Regions from separate parts of the Danio rerio genome. Here region 1 is linked to region 2. The links are chromatin contacts, called in public HiCAR-type maps. All regions are on one chromosome and are shown on one strand. Each heading gives the region's core, a stretch centred on a gene start, on an enhancer-like site or on the middle of the called end of the contact. The rest is flanking DNA. Distances are from core to core; before and after follow the strand shown. Region 1 has its middle 55 kb from the start of kif23. Region 2 has its middle 61 kb from the start of uacaa.

Evidence for each region. HiCAR-type assays count read pairs that join an accessible place to other places.
Region 1: a contact with region 2 is called in a HiCAR-type map of caudal fin, with 11 times the contacts expected there. The contact joins two enhancer-like sites. A contact is called at or near these places in 7 of 18 Hi-C or Micro-C datasets (caudal fin, embryo, fibroblasts and 2 more) and 1 of 4 datasets of contacts at active chromatin or transcription factors (caudal fin).

What each region holds. Positions count from the first base shown.
Region 1 is chr18:21,790,442-21,793,141 of GRCz12tu, forward strand. No RefSeq gene overlaps it. Among named protein-coding and RNA genes, the nearest start is that of kif23, 55 kb to the right of the region's middle. Within about 2 kb of position 1,335, at least 46 of the 62 cell types and tissues checked have an H3K27ac peak or open chromatin away from gene starts, as enhancers often do.
Region 2 is chr18:21,494,857-21,497,556 of GRCz12tu, forward strand. No RefSeq gene overlaps it. Among named protein-coding and RNA genes, the nearest start is that of uacaa, 61 kb to the left of the region's middle. Within about 2 kb of position 1,430, at least 15 of the 62 cell types and tissues checked have an H3K27ac peak or open chromatin away from gene starts, as enhancers often do.

The sequences.
Region 1 (2,700 bases), core at 85-2,584, 300 kb after region 2:
TCGTTACAGCTGAGGTATGCAGCAGACCATCTCTGAATGCACAACATGTCTAACCTTGAGACGGATGGGCTACAACAGTAGAAGACCACACCAGGTGCCATTCCTGTCAGCTAAGAACAGGAAACTGAGGCTACAATTCACACAGGCTAACCAAAATTGGACAATAGATGATTGGAAAAAGGTTGCCTGGTCTGATGAGTCTTGATTTCTGCTGCGACATTCGGATGGTAGGGTCAGAATTTGGCATCAACAACATGAAAGCTTCGATCCATCCTGCCTTGTATTAACAATCCAACCTGGCTCTAGTAAGGTGTACCTAATAAAGTGGCCAGTGAGTATATATATATACTATATATATATATGTATATTTATATACTATATATATGTGCGTGTGTGTGTGTGTGTGTGTGTGTGTGTGTGTGTGTGTGTGTGTGTGTGTGTGTGTGTGTGTGTGTGTGTGAACATATATGTAATCCCAATGATAAAAAAATATGCATGTGGCCTTTTTTCAGTAATTCAAACTATATGTTGCATATATGACATCATTTATGTATGTAAAATTCAAATATGAACCTGTATATCAAATATTAGTGACACTTTACAATAAGGTTTTAGGTTAATTTTAGTTCATATATTTACTAACATGAACAAACAATGAACAATACATTCGTTAAAGTCAAGTGTGTATTCGTCTTTGTCAGCGTTAGTTTATGATAATAAAGTCGTTCATTGTTAGTTCATGTTAACTCACAGTGCGTTAGCTATTGTAAACAAGCATGAGTTTGGATTTGAATAACGCATTAGTAAATATTAAACTATGATTCATAAATGCTGTGCAAGTATATTGTTCATAATTAGTTCATGTTAGTAAAAATACACTAACATTTATAAAACCTTATAGTAAAGTGTGATTTAATTTGCATATATTTCCTTGTATCAGACTTCTACATGAGTTGTTTTGAATGTTTGTGGTTATTCATGGTCTGCTGAAAGTAATTTATTAATTGTAATATTCATGAAAGGGGATGATACTTCACTGAACCCAGTTTTTAAAACTCTGATTGTTTACAGTTTAATGCACATTACTCAAATGGTTCAAGCAAAGCATCACAGGGCATTGGAAAAAGGTGAATTTACTGTAAATATGTGTGATGTAGATGGAACATCTTTGACCCATCAGCAGTTTCTTCAGCAATAGCCAGGGGCAAAAGAATGCTGTACCAAAATCCTGTCATCTCTTTATCCCATGCTTTGTTGGCTCTGTTGTGAATGGTCAAGGTTCAGCAGGAGCGCAGAATCGCGCCCCTCACCCACAGTCAGTCAGTCAGAGGCGGTGCTTTCCCTTCCCCCACCTTCCTCCCGCCTGTGTGCTCAGCTAATATTGACTCTCCTGGCTAACACTGCCTCTATTGAGCTCAGCCATTCACAATAATGTTTGACCAGCATTAGAACATCATTGAGATAACAGGGCAGGCGAGGATCGGGCCTCGCTGAGGTTACACGGCTAATGAAAGCCAGGAGGGGAGTAAATGACAGGGGAACAGGGGGAAAAACACCTAAACATGAATGTGACTTTCAAAGCGTGCTAAAGTTTGTGGTGTTGTGGACTGTGGCATTTTATTGAACAATGATGAAGAAGAGCAAACAGATTTACAGCAAATATCAGACAAAGTACTTTGTAGTACTACTTTGTGTGCATTTTCTGTCTCAGTAAGCTGTTGCTCTCCTGGATGTATCTATAATTTTACAATATCATGCTGTATTTTAGCTGGGAATTTAGCTAAACAGAGTGCTTTGTTTGCACAATTAAAAGTACCAATTGGCTATTTTTTTTTCATTTTACCAATAGTCTTAGTGATCTAATAATAAGTTTCACTATTTTGTCTCATAACACATAATTCCCATTTTAACAGTTGAGCTAGTTGCCAACATCATCCCTACACTCTCAGAAATAAAGGTATGTGGGCTGTCACTGGGGTGGTACCTTTTCAAAAGCTACACATTTGTACCTAAAAGTTCAAATTTAATACCTCAAGTGTACATATTAGTACCTAAAAGTACAAAAGTGTTCTTCTTAAATTTTTTAGGTACTAACATATACTTTTGAGGTACCAATTTAGAGCCTTTAAGTACAAATGTGTAGCTTTTGAAAATGTACCACTCCAGTGGCAGCTCACATACCTTTATTTCTGAGAGTGTAATTAATGGGGGGCAAATTCAGTTAGTAACAAATAATACATATTTGGGTGTGATGTTGGACAATGCACTTAATGTATGGACTGGCTGTATAAGGAAAAAGCTTCAACAGAAAATGTGCTCCTTAAAGAAACTATTGTCTTTTAATGTTGACAACACATCGCTGATTATGTTTTATAGTGCTTTTATCGAAAGTATTGCAACATTTTGTGTGATCTTTTAGTATAGAAATGCGTCTGAGGACCAGAAGAGGTCATAGGGGAGGGTGGTAACAACAGCCAGTAAGTTGTTGGGAATAAAACTAAAGAGTATTGATATATACACAGAAAGAGTATTAAATAAGGCTACCATGATTGTCAATGATGAGAGGCATCCTTTATCAAAATTTGGCCAGAGGAGAAATGGTCATGACCAACAGAGCCTGGTTTCTCTCAAGGTTTTTTTTTCTTCACTTTCGTCAATTGGTGAAGTTTGTTCCTCGCCACTGTCACCCCTTGCTCGCTT
Region 2 (2,700 bases), core at 180-2,679:
GGAGAGCATCGCTGTGTAAAACATATGCTGTATAATTGGCGGTTCATTCCACTGTGGCAACCTCTGATTAATAAAGGGACTAAACCAAAAAGAAAATGAATAAATGAATACATATAAATGTTTTACAAACTTCTGTGCTGAAACGGCAAAAAACAATTAAGGTATAGGCTCTCATTGCCAATACTTTGAAGGCACAGTATGTAATTTTAGCTGCTAGAGGGCTCGCATTAACAAACAAAAAGTGTATGTAACCATGCTGTGACTGCATGTGGAATCATAAGAGTTGTCTTCTTCATTACATCGTAAGGGAGTCCTAAAGAAATCATGTTCCAGTCATAAAGCAGCGCTGTTTTATCATACTAAATACAGTTTATTAGTATTTTTAGACAGTTTTAGTGCCTAAAAATATGCAGATCATATCAAAGCATCTTTGGTGGTCTGCGCGTGTCACTAGGTAAAACTGCTAATTTTTCTGGATAGTAACATGCTTTAAAACATTTGTGATTAAGTACAGAAATCAGCAAAATATATAACATTATACTAGTGTTTTTTTATTTAATGAAAAAAATCTTATACATTTTGCCTTTAATGTTATAGTAAGTGCCCTCCACCAATTTTTGCAACATTGCTAAATTTAAAAAAACCTTTAGATTTTTTGACTCTGAAACTGAAGATGATATGAATGGAGATTTTTTTTTTTTTTTTATTGAAACCCTTCCAAAAAATGGGAGTGTAGCTTTGGAGACTTTCTGACCCAAAGACCCAACTAACTAACTAACTCTGGAAGATTTTGTGTTTTTTGGCCCCTGGAACATCCTCTTTATAGTGCATTGGGGCAAGATAGAAACACTTCTTCCAGGCTTATTCATTGCACTTCTTTAATATTGCCCTAAAGGTGGAATTGGGGATTATGTTTTGCTAGTTTGGCATATGTGTGTTGGGTCATATGTAAAATAGGAGGTCATTGTTGAATAGCCTCCTATTCATGTCACCGAGTTTTACTAAAAAAAGTCAAAACAGTGAAAATGTGCTTCAAATGATTATTACTGTTATTATTTTGTTTATATGAAATAATAAAGGTGGCCTGAATTGTGCATATATATTTAAGATAAAAGCATGCTTTGTTTGCAATTGCAATTGTTTTTTTTTTTATTAATATTTTGACCAGAAGGTAAAAAGGGTTAAAATTGTAAATTTTTATAGCCTTCTATGCTCATATTTACCAAAGGTTGCAATTTTAGTGAGGCATTGCCCAGAATAGCTCACTGGTTTTGGTTGGGTCACAGTCTGCAGTGTGTGTGTGTGTGAGGATCTGCGAGGTACAGAGTCAGTCCTGTGACCCCCTTGTAAACCACAGAGCTCAGCACTGTCGGTTTGCACATTGACAGGCTCCTCTCCCTGTGGGTTTGGCTGGAGGAGGCCTGGAATTGACCCGCAGCCTGTGGGCGCTCAGGGGAGGCAGGGTTAGTACTTTGGCTAAGTGTAATGTGGATAACAGTGTGTGAGTTAGCAAGAGCTGGAGATCTTTCCCACAGATTTCCACTGAGGTTATACAGCTGGGATCTACTGAATATTTTTTAAGCATAAGAACAAATTAATAAGTATGTGGTTTGGGAGGAAGGGCAAACATCTGCAGGACTCTCTCCAAATACACTCAAGAGCATTAAATTAAACATGCGTGAAAAGCCATTTCCACCACAAGATAAAAAATAAAATGGTAACTTTATCTTATAAATGTAGATTTATCCTTCACAATTCACATTTCTTTTGAGAATCACTATTGTGAGAATTTTTTTTACAATTCCCAGTTTGTATATTGCAATTCTGACATTTTTCAGATTTCTAATTATTTTTTTTTTACATTCTGAGTTTACGTTATTATATTTTATTTGTACACTTACATTGTTTGTGACTTTGTATGTAATTTACTGGCATGAATGTTTAATTTTGTGTTTGGTGTGAACCAAGCGTTAGACTTATGGCATTATATGGAACATTTATTTCTCAGAATTTATATTTAGCAGTTCTGAGATAATATCTCATAATTCTGTTTATATTTTTTATATTTTTAAATAGTTTATATTTTTAAATTCTGCCTTTTTTCCTCAGTTTTCATCTCATAATTCAGATTTTTTTTTTCCCGAATTCTGAATTCATATTTCAAATCTGTTTATATTCTTCAGGTCACAATTCTTGAGTTTACATTTTAATTCTGAGTTTATATCTTTAATTTATCTTTTAGAATTTTCAGTGTGTGTCTTGCACAACTGACTTCCCTCCTAGGAATTCCAGGTGTACATCTCAATTGTGAGTTTATATTTCAAATGTCTATAAATGAGCCCTATCATACACCCGGCACAAGGCGCAATACGTATTTGGCGCAATTTCTTGCTATTTTCAGACCAGTGCAACCCTAATTTTCATGTTTTGCTCCACGTTGTTTAAATAGCAAATACATTTGTATAGTCCAAGTCCAGCGCAGAGCGCGTTATGCGCCTACAGAGGCGGACTGGCCGTAGGGAGCACTGGGACATTTCCTGGTGGCCTGACGGTCAATCTGTCCTAAAACCAATCTCCCCCCTCCCCCCTTTTTTAATTACACATCATACCTTTTGCAGCCTATGCAGCTGAGCATGCGTTTGCGCCATGTACTTTAGACTTTACGCCTAGATCGTAAAAATAGAGCCCTATTTCTTGCAT